Regions from separate parts of the Mus musculus genome. Here regions 1 and 3 are each linked to region 2. The links are chromatin contacts, called in public Hi-C and promoter capture Hi-C maps. All regions are on one chromosome and are shown on one strand. The core of a region is the stretch at or near the end of the contact, and the rest is flanking DNA. Distances in the headings are between cores, read along the strand shown. Region 1 holds the start of Chn2 (chimerin 2). Region 2 overlaps Chn2 (chimerin 2). Region 3 overlaps 9130019P16Rik (RIKEN cDNA 9130019P16 gene).

Region 1 (3,686 bases), core at 880-3,379, 200 kb before region 2:
TATCTTTTGGCTAAACAATTTACAGGTCTTTAGGCGTGGCACAGTATGGCTTCACAACCAGTATCTTTCTCATGCTTAAAAAGACTCCATATTATCAGTAGTAGAAATGGAGAAACAGAACTATAAGGTATTTGCTGACATCCTAGTTTGAAGTGAGATGCTGGTCTTCTTCAATGCCCAGGTCGTAATGATCCTGTTCAGTGACATAGCCATGTCTGCCATCTAAAGCTCCAGAGGGCTTTGTAAATTACTAGTCAGACAACCAATGCCATGTCATGTCTTGAACTCTGGGTGTCCAAGAAGTTTCACTCTCATAGAGTGGTCAAGATCATGCTGGGTGAGTATATGTCCCCATAAGGCTCCAGATGAGGTCACCTCAAGGTTGCAGTGCCCTCCAAAAGTGTCTGGGGTAGGGAGACTTGGCAGTACCTGAGTCTAGTTGACCCAGGCAGATCTGTCTTAAGAGCCCCTGTAAATGGAGTCCAGGAAGAAAATGCTCAGTGTAACTGAAGTGGCCCACAGGCTTTCAGCAAGAAGTTCACCCCATCCCACCCCTTTAAACTAATCAACAAACAAAAGTGGGTGGGGCACTTGTTGGGCAGTCACACTGGGATGGCATCCCCGGTGGTGGTGGGGATATAACATATACTTTAAATCAAGTAGAAAATGTGACATGAGTGCATATCATGATCCTTTAACATTTATTATTCACTGTACATGAGGTCCTCTTCCGATGTGGAGGCCCCCAGGACCTCGCTGCTGTTCCAGAGTCACTCCTGATCATTTTCAAATGGACTATGTCCTTTTTAGCCATGTTTTTCAAATCGTGCCGCTCCCAATGAGAACACTTTCCGTTTTGCTCTATAATGAGAGTACTTTCATTCCTTTAATGTTTGCTTTTTTTCCCTTTGATCTAACAATTTCTGTTCAAATTTCACAGTTTTTCTGTAGCTTTAGGAATGAAAGAACCGATTACCCTGCTGGGAGCGTGAAACGGATTTTAAAAAATATATATCTGCATGACATTTCCTTCCAGTAAAATTAATTTAGGTTTAAATACAGGAGGATGGCACACACCGGCTCCAGTCCCTTTCTCCGGTACACCTAGGCAATTCCTTATCCTTAAAGGATTCAGTCGCACCTGCTGCAGAGTCAGTCTTTTGTGAAGATCCTACCAAGGGGCAGAGAACCACTTTCTTTGTGTAAGACCGATGCCACCTTTGGGATGTCTCTATTTCTTTTAGCACCGGTCTCAGAAGCATAGTGGACTTTGGGGGCACTGTCCCTGCCAGTGTCTGGGGTACTTAAGTGTAGCTAGATCAGCTCTCTCTGCTTTAGGAGACGCTTCTTGTGGCAGGGCAGGGACCTTCGGTTCCTGACCAACAAAGGACAAATTAAAGGGTGATGGGAAGGGCGCTTCCCAGCCTTGGTGGCATCCTGGCCTGCTCCAAACCCGCACGTAATCCTTAGAGACCTTGTCTTCTCCTTCTGGAAGTACCCCCACCCCTGCACCCCCTCCCCCGAGCTGTGTGGCTGATCCAAACCTAGAGCTTGCTGCCAGTCCCACCACCTTCCTCCTACGACCCCTCCATCCCCTTCTAATTCGGGAAGCAGCACTGTACACTGCTGCCCGGCCCGCCTCGCGTCCCTGGCGGCGTGCCCAACACCTCGGGGCAGGCTCCGAGTCCTGATGGTCTCCACCCCTTGGTCTGCAGCCTCCCCCTGCAGCCAGGGTTGCAGGAGCTGTCAAGCCGGCCGAGCGGATTCAGCCCGGAGCGCCGGCGTTCCTCTCCTTCCTTTGTGTGCGCGCGCGAGCCGAGTTGGGGAGGAGGGAGAAGGGGGAGGTCGCTGTCTATCTGTCTCCCCCGCCTTTGCCCGGGCCGCTCGAAGTGCGGCGGCGGGAGAGGCTGGATCCCTAGAGTCAGTGCCGGGAGCCGAAGGGCGCCCAGGTTCCAGTCGCGCGCAGGGAGCGGGCCCGCGGCGGGGACAGCGGGGACGCCGAGAGAGGTGGTCCCATCCTCCTGGCCGGCCGCCTTGGCCTCGCTGTGCCCCTGCCACCTCGACGCCCGCAGCGGAGTGCGCCCAGGCGCCGAGAGGGACGGCGAGCACGAATAAATAGCGGCGGCGGCAGCGCGTCATCTGGCGGAGCAGGAAGTACAGGCAGAGTCCGGAGGCCGGTGCTTCCCGCGCGTCCCCAGGACTTTGCCATGGGCTGGGGGCCGCGCGGGCTGCGAGCAGCCGGCCGAGGGCAGCGGCGACGCCGCCCGCACCAGGACTGAGAGAGCGGTGACGCGCGGCGCCGAGATGGCAGCATCCAGCAACTCTAGTCTGTCCGGCTCCTCCGTGTCCTCTGGTGAGTTTCAGCGCGCGGGCGCCCGTGCTGGGATGGAGAGTCTACCTGTGGCCGTCCCTCCCGCTCTAGGAGAGCGTGGCGCGGGACACGAGCGTCACTGGGACACTTGTTAAGGTGGTCAACACCTTTGCGTCTGAGCGGTGACAGTGTAGTGGTGGGACTCGGTGGTGTCCTAGGCGTGCGGACCTGGAGTCTGGGGCTCCTGGCGAGCAGTAGCTGCCAGCAGCCTTGCACTTTCTGCACAGCTGGAACAGGGGCAGAAGGCGCAGGGAAGCTGAGGGCACAGCTGGGCTCGGGACCTGTCTGCCTTGGTGCCAGAAACCTTGGATACTCAGAGCCAAAGAAGGGTGCAAACCCCAGCTCCTTGCAGACTCGGATTTCTTTGTTTGTTTCAGAAATTAGCTCCTTGGAGACACTCGCTTGGGGTATGGGTTTGAGAGAGCAGCCAGGACGAAAATGTGTCTTGCTCATCTGACTGAAGTGGGATAGTGGAATGGAGGTTGAGCCCAGCCTCTGACTCCTGGCGTGTTTAGTGTGTGTGTGTGAGTGTGTGTGTGTGTGTGTGTGTGTGTGTGTGTGTGTAGGGACAGACAGAGACAGAGAGACTGTGAGACAGACACAGAGAACATGTGTGCGCGCGGGAGGGGGGCGGTGGGGGCTGTAATTTTACTTTCAAGGCTTCTTTTTTTTTCAGTGTTAAATGTGGCTGGGTGAAAGAAGGGCTTTCAAGCTTTTCTATGGTTGATCAGCAGGTCTAATTGAACAGAAAAAAATGATAATGAATGTGAATGCATAAGAATCAATGGAGGCAGCCCCTCTGGTTTCTGAACATGACAGGTTTCTAATCAGACTGATGCATTAGGTACAGTTCTACTACCCCTTTGGTCACTGAAAACTTTAATAAGAAACCCTGAAGGGATGGCTGGTAAGACATTTGGCATGGTATACAGAACTCAAGGGTCCAAGACAACAGTCTTCAAGTCCTGGTGGGAATGCTCAGTGTGTTACTACTGTATGGTGTCCACAATTGAGTTCCTTTTATTTATTCTCCAAAAATTAAATCCGGAGTGGAGAAGAGATGCAGCACTGGCAGGAAGGCAGGCATTAAAAGGAATCATAGCTATGGATGTGTAACTAATCAGATTGTAGACACAAGGTGACTGTGACCAGTGTAGGTGTTCTCTTGAAAGCTACATGCTATTTTTTTTTTTTTTTTTTTTTTTTGGCCAGGTTTAGTCCCAGGGAAAGTTTAGTCCCAGGGAAATGACATTTCCTTTAATGACTGCTGCCAACTAATAAAAACAGCATTGTTAGGTGTCCGGTAGTTTAAGCG
Region 2 (3,304 bases), core at 259-2,758:
TTCAGAGGTTCAGTCCATTATCGTCAAGGTTGGAGCATGGAAACATCCAGACAGGCATGGTGTAGGCAGAGCTGAGAATTCTACATCTTCATCTGTAGGCCTCTAAGAGAAGACTCCCTTCCAGGCAGCTAGGGTGAGGGTCTTAAGCCTATGCCCACAGTGACACACCTACTCCAACAAGGCCACACCTCCTAGTAGCGTCCTTCCCTGGGACAAGCATATACAAACCATCACAGAGGGTTACCCATTTGGGACAATTGGGGAGAAGAGCCACAGAAGTGCCTGAGCAGTGTAGATTGATCCAGGAGCCAATTCTCCCCAGCATCTGTGCTTCTGGTTATCCCTTTGCTAGAAAGTCTCATTTTAACCTTAACCTTCCCAATTATCAATGTCTTGCTTGGGGTTTCTAGTCCTATGATAAACACCATGACAAAAAACAGCCGAGGGAGGAAAGGGTTTATTTCAGATTGCAACTCTCAGGTCACGCTCCATCACGGAGGGAAGTCAGGACAGAAACTGAAGCAGAGGCCATGAAGGAATACTGCTCACTGGCTTGCTCCCCCTGGCTTGCTTAGCCTGCTTGCTTATACAAGTCAGGACCACCTACCCAGGGAAGGTACCACCCCACAGTGGTCTGGGCCCTCCCACATCAGTCATTAATCAAGATAATATCCCCATAGACTTACCTATAGGCTAGTATTATGGATGCAGGTTCTTAATCAAGGTTACTTCTTTTCAGATGACTCTAGTTTTTGTGAGTTTGACCAAAAAATCCTAATCCTGATGCCAGATATAAACAGCTCCTTAGATGATTCTGCATCTGGTATGCAGCTGACATTCGCTTTTTTTCCCCCTCTGAGTTAGATGGGTGTTTTGTTGTTGATGATGATCAGACAGAACCCTGTTTTCTTTTCCAGAGGCCCTCAGCTAGGGCATCCTGCTCTGAGACTGCTTAGGCAGCATCTACAGCAGTCAGATACCATCCATTCCTGTAGAATTTAAGGGCTTTGGAGACTGGCCAGATAAAACGCAAAATCTACACTTCTCTGAAGTCACGGCTACAGTATACCTCATCCCTCAGAGATGGCCGCCTCCTGCTTTTGCCTTTGTACTCTGGAAAGGTGAAATGGTTTGAAGTTTAACCAGCAAAGAGCTGAAGCATCATTATGGCCCCGATGCTCTACCTGAAATGCAAAAAGGTTAGCAAGAATTTCCCTAAGCTCCCAGTAGATCTAAATAGACACTGCTGAATTCTTCCTTCTTCTTAACTGAAGAGCCCCCCTGAGGGAGTAGGAGGCAAGGGAGCCAAAGAATAAATGGGACGAGTGCTTGCTGGAAGGAACTGAGGTTATTAGTAAATATGTACACAGGGAAATATGGTAGATTTAACTGTGCCTGTCAGTCATCCAGACTACTATTTATTTTTAAACAGAAGAGCAGAGAAGATAATAAACATGAAACGGTTAGTAGTCGATGAAACAGTTGGGGCTTGCTTTGCATCATGGGTAATCCCAGTGTGTCTCTTGTTGCTTAACTCATAGTTAAGAGCATTTTGAGCGGCTAGCCCTGGCCTTTTGACTAGAATGGTGGTTTTCTTTTGAGCTGTATTTTCGCTGTAAGAAACAGAAGGAAAAGTCTGGTGTGGAACGAGAGTAGACACGTGGGAGGCAGTGATGTCGACAGCCCTCTGTTGGCTGACAGCTCTGCCGCTCCTGGAATATAAAAAGAAATTCCAGGGCATGTCTGCAGGAAGAAGCACAACTCTCCCAGTGGCTGCTTTTTCATCACAGGAAGCAGCTCCTGCTTTGCGGGTGGTGGTCTGTGGGGACAGTCCTTCTTCTCACTGTTTAAGTCAGCAGGCAGTTATTATGTATCTGCAATCACTGTTGCAGATGGAGGTTTTGTTGTTGTTGTTCTGTTTGTTTTAACTACACTTCAGCAAGTAGTGTCTACACAGGTCAAACGGGCTCCATCGGATAAGATCTGGAAAGCCAGGCAGGACCAGGGAAAGTCTTGTGCCTGAGGAGGTGACCTTGGGAAGATGTGCGCATTGGGCTGGAGACAGCAGGAGGTAGACTGGGGAAGTTCGACGTTGCTGATCTGTTCTTCATTGTGACCATAACCAATCCTTTGCATGAAGATGCTTATGATACCCAGGCTTTGTAAAGTGAGGAAGCATCATGGGCAAACTCAGATGAGACCTGTCTCATTTCAAAGGGACTTTGCAGTTCCCTGTGGACCACAAAAACCCACAGAGATAAGTGCAGCAATGGCCCTGCGTGCATCACAACCATACGTCGTTAACAACAGCTCTTTCTGTTTCCTGCCTTCTGTCTTACAATTTTACCTTCTTTCCCTGGCAAACTGAAAGGCACATGATATGGCTGAGCTTGGCAGAGGACAGGAAGGCCTACACAGCTCACGCTTTCTCACCCCTCCTCACCCCCGGCCAAGTGCTAGGACCTGGTTGTTTAAAGAAAAGTGTCTCTCCCTCTCCAGACGGGACTTTATGTCCACCTCCCCTCTCCATGCTGATTGCATGGACTTTTACAGGTCTTGTGTGTGACGTCACAACTGCTGTGAGTTTATATGCGCAGCTGCCCTGCCGCACCAAGAAACAATGCTTCCTGAGTCATCTACTATCTTTGGCTCTTACCCTCTTTACTCCCCTCTTCTTCAGTGACCCCTGGCCTTTAGGAAAGGGGTACACTACATATCTTCCATTTAGGGCTGAGGATCTTTCAGTCTCTTATTCTCCATGCCACGTCCAGTTGTGAGTCTTTCTCTGTGTTAATCATCAGCTACTGCGAATAAGAGCTTCTCAGATGAGGGTTGAAAGCTGCATTAATCTATGAGTGTAACGATATGTCAGTAGGCATTGGTATGTAATTAGCATGTTACCATTGGGCAGTGTGAACATAGGAGACCCCTCTCTGTGGCCTATGAATTGTCTAGCTATAGGTTCGTAGCATGAAAATGGCGTCAGTTATAGGTTTCGTCTTGGGAAGCAAAGCTTCAATCTTATCAGAAAGTAGATGGTTACACCATCGTGTTTATGTGTACCAGTATTGCACCAGTGGGCCTGTCTTACCAGATCAGTCATTGTCATTCACAAAGTTCACAGCTGGGTAAGACTGATGCTCCCTTCTCTCCTATAGTACCTTCTGAAGGTAAGACGTGTAAGATGTATGTTACAATTAACTTCAAAGATTATGTAAACTGTAAAATTTAAATGAAAACATAAAGAGATGGGTGTCTTGTGTCTCTTAGCTTAAGTAAATCCCCGTCATGGTGAGAGCAGCTC
Region 3 (3,556 bases), core at 712-3,211, 150 kb after region 2:
GCAAGGCCTTGTTTCTAAGTAAGTACGCAAGTAAGTAAGAAAGCATGTGCCAAGAATAACAAATACTTTTGAAAGCAAAGGAAACGGCTTACAGGAAAGTAATACAATCTCACTGGGCCTCAACAAAAAGAAGAAAGAGAAAAACTAGAGTAGACTTCTTTTACTTGATGTTAATCACAGATTCTTTTGTATTCCGTTGTAACACAAGTACAAGCAGGGAAGACCAGTGTTCATTTTAGACTTCTTCATATGGTGTCAGACACCAAGAGTCAAAGACACGGCTAGCCCTTGCTGCCCCAAGCATTGGCAATGGGGGGACATACACCTTTGGAGCCAGCCTTCAAATTCAAAGGGTGGTGTCTATAGTCTGTGAAAACAAACTGCCATTTTCACGATGACATTTACCTTGCTTTTTTTTTAATGGTTATGTGGATGAATTGAGCCTGTTTCCAATGGCAACATCTCCAAGTCTCAGGAACAGCAATTTTACATCAATTTACTATTAATAGAAAACAGAACAGCAAGCAGACAGAGCAAGCAACTTAGCGCCTACTACGGCTAGCAGGCTGGTGAGCAAGTGGGTGAGCATGCCATTTGCAAGGATGCTGCTGCTTCGATGGGTGAGGTTATATAGCACCAAGCCCTCTGATGAATATCACACACAATGACCTTGTAGGAACAGAGTCTTTGAGCTAAAATCAGCTTTGGAAGACAGCTGGAATTCATTATTTCAAAGAGAAAGAAACTCAGTCCCAAGAAAGGGAGTTTACTGAAGGTCATTTGACTAGAACAGGGTAGAGCCGTGGCCAGAGGCAGGATATAGACCTCTTAGTCTGAGATCTCTTTCAACTTAGGATTTCCCTCTTCCAGTTGTCAGTTCGTGTGTGTGTGTGTGTGTGTGTGTGTGTGTGTGTGTGTGTGTGTGTTATATGTATACTATATATACAGCAGAAATCAGCAAGTTGAGGAAGTTTAAAAAAAACAAGCAAACAAATCCCTCTATTTTCATGCCTTACTACCTGTTACATTGTGGGTGCAGATGTGTGTGTGTGTGTGTGTGTGTGTATTAAAAATCTCTTGTGCTGAATACCAAAACTTTACCAACCTGATCTACCCACAGGAAAGCTGAGACCAGCAACTAAGGTTAAACAGGGTTCCTGTCTATCACTGAGAATGGGAAGCAATGTGGCAAGCCTGCATCTGCCAAGTCAATACAGAAAGAGAAAGCAAACCACACCTAGGGACTGTATGTGGAAGGGGACTTAATACAGAGAAACTGACTGAGGCCATATGGTAGACTCCCACGAATGACCCCAGAATGCTGTAGAACTGAGCGGTCTGGAACCCTGCCACACCTATTCCAACTAAAAAGGTACAAAACCAAGAGATCAAGACGCTTATCTTGGAAGTCCTGAGTATAAGGGGGGAAAAAGGCCTCCCAACTGAGGTGCAGGACCAAACAGGAGTCAGTGGGCCGCGATTCCATGGCTCCTGCATGACTGCATGCCACTCACAGGTCTGGAGAATGAACACTGGACCACTTCCAGGGTGGGAAGGAAACAAACTCCACTTATGCCTATGCCTGATCTGGGTCCATAAAAAGGCAACTAAAAGATGCCCCTGCCCAGTTTCCACCATCTAGTTTCCAATGCCTACATCCTGTTTGTGGGATCTAATCGGCATTCACAACATAACAGGCGGTAAGACACGAAAATAGAGGGATCTGCTAGCTTGTGTTTTCAGCTTCCTGATTTCTGCCTTACAGAATATACAGTAAGTTGAAGGAGGAACAGGGGAAAGACTTAGGAGGCAGAAGGATGGTCTTGCAAGTCTGATGACCCGAGTTGGGTCTCAGAATCCATGTAAAAATCCAGATGCAGGGGCTGAAGCCTATGTTCCCTGCACTACCGAAGTGAGAGGGAGGCAGGGGCGGGAGAATTGGCTGGCTGCTCAAAAAGCACAGAAAGCTCTGAGTAACCGAATGTCTGGAGGCAAACTCCAAGAACTGTCTAACCCCACTGCAAAGGGAAGCTCAAGGGGCCAAGCCAGCCACAGAGCAATGGGCAGAATGAATTAAAAGGTTTAGGCCAGTAGCTTATAACTAGGCAATTCAGTCTTTTTCTAATGCAGAGAAACAACTGCACATACAAATTGAGATGTCAGTTTCATATTGCTTGCAACACACACACACACTAAACATTAAGAGAATCAGAGTGTTGCTGATAAAATAAAGGTGGAAAAAACTTTCTCAGGGAGTTCAGTGAAGCCTTCAACTGGAGGAGTGCAGAGTCCCAGAAGGACCTCCAGGGACACATGGTTCAGTGAAACAAAGTGATTTTACAATGTACAGTGTGGTGATGCTCACTGAAGAAAAGAACACCTTCAATGCAGGAAGGACTTTATGGGCTACAAGCCAGCTACTCGGAAGGACTAACCAGGGGAACTGCCCACTGGTCCACACCCCTTCCTAGGCTCTTAGACTCACAAACATATTAAGGATGTGAAAGGCCAGGGTAGGGAGAAGAGTTCTAAAACATCACTGGAAGAAATTTCCGGAGACAGGAGCATGCCTATTATCCACTGCTGAGCACCAGAATGGCCTTGACCTGTTGCATGCTCTCTAATCAATGAGAGGTCAGAGCTAATGACAAGCTAACTTAACTTACAACCAGGAGCTTGGAGTGAAAAAAAAAAATCCAGGAAAATAATTTCTTTGTGGATGAGTCGGGGAGCCCTCCTGCACTGAAATGAGCCTGTTAAGCTCTCGGAGTGGACGTGGGAGAGGAGGACACAGATTTCCTTTGACCAGAAGAGCCACATCGAAGATAAATCTGGGGAACAGAGCCTTTGAAGTCCTGGCCAAGAGGAGCTACCTGCAAGGGCAGTGATCTGGTTGCAGCGGGGAACCAAGAATGGAACCCATTGTCTGCAGGCAGCAGCAACACCAGCACTGAGGGCAAGTGAACTAGGGTGTGTCTGCTGGTTAAGGCCTCTATCACAAAGGGCCCCAAACTGTGCAATGTAAAACAAGAAATGTGTTTCACAGATGTGGAAGCTAGGAGGCCCAGATCAGAGTGTGAGGAGGGCCTGCCTCTATGAGGAATTTTTCCAGACCTCTTTCAAATGCCTGCCAGCTGCCCACAAACCCAGGTGTCTGCTCACTTGTAACTAAATGACTGTCTTTTCACATGGCCTTCCTCCTGGCGCTCTCCTCTGCGTACCAATGCCTGTGTTCTTAGGAATATCACTCATTGGGTATAGGGCCTATCCTAATCCAAGAAGACTTCCCTTTTAGCTTAATTACATCTGCAAAGATCTTGTTACCAAATAATGTCACATCCTAAGATACTGGGCTCTAGAGCTTCCACCTATCTTTGGAGGAAAGAGAATTGAACCCACAACACAGGGAGAATGAGGACACGCAGGAGAAGAGCCATCTGTAACTAGTGTGAGAATACAAGGTCACCATGGTGACCACTGTAATTCTGTCATCTCTCTTCCTTCCTCCTGCCCTGGGCTTGGGAAGCCAAGTCAGCAAGGGGAAGCAAGCTAGGAA

The links. Promoter capture Hi-C pulls out the DNA fragments that hold promoters and counts their contacts. Hi-C and Micro-C count contacts between places; a contact is called where the count stands out from the background.
Region 1: a contact with region 2 is called in a promoter capture Hi-C map of liver, with 7 times the contacts expected there. The contact joins the promoter of Chn2 here to the enhancer-like site in region 2. A contact is called at or near these places in 16 of 39 promoter capture datasets (the 3T3-L1 cell line, the HPC-7 cell line, cranial neural crest and 8 more), 39 of 484 Hi-C or Micro-C datasets (the AML12 cell line, the AtT-20 cell line, CD4 T cells and 24 more), 24 of 115 datasets of contacts at active chromatin or transcription factors (bone marrow-derived macrophages, craniofacial prominence, differentiating embryonic stem cells and 15 more) and 3 of 9 other capture datasets (adipose tissue, liver and pancreatic islet).
Region 3: a contact with region 2 is called in a Hi-C map of cerebral cortex, with 3 times the contacts expected there. The contact joins two enhancer-like sites. A contact is called at or near these places in 17 of 484 Hi-C or Micro-C datasets (the 63-12 cell line, brain, cerebral cortex and 9 more).

What each region holds. Positions count from the first base shown.
Region 1 is chr6:54,037,803-54,041,488 of GRCm38.p6, forward strand. It overlaps Chn2 (chimerin 2), which reads left to right and starts at 2,130. Exons shown (of 13, transcript NM_001163640.1): 1 at 2,130-2,353. The coding sequence starts at 2,305.
Region 2 is chr6:54,240,828-54,244,131 of GRCm38.p6, forward strand. All of the region lies in intron 6 of Chn2 (chimerin 2), which reads left to right. Among named protein-coding and RNA genes, the nearest start is that of Gm15527, 13 kb to the right of the region's middle. Within about 2 kb of position 1,509, at least 16 of the 459 cell types and tissues checked have an H3K27ac peak or open chromatin away from gene starts, as enhancers often do. A contact at or near this core is called in brain, cerebral cortex, forebrain and 3 more, where this site is marked.
Region 3 is chr6:54,386,045-54,389,600 of GRCm38.p6, forward strand. The region is part of intron 3 of 9130019P16Rik (RIKEN cDNA 9130019P16 gene); the gene reads right to left. Among named protein-coding and RNA genes, the nearest start is that of Wipf3, 42 kb to the right of the region's middle. Within about 2 kb of position 1,962, at least 22 of the 459 cell types and tissues checked have an H3K27ac peak or open chromatin away from gene starts, as enhancers often do. A contact at or near this core is called in brain and cerebral cortex, where this site is marked.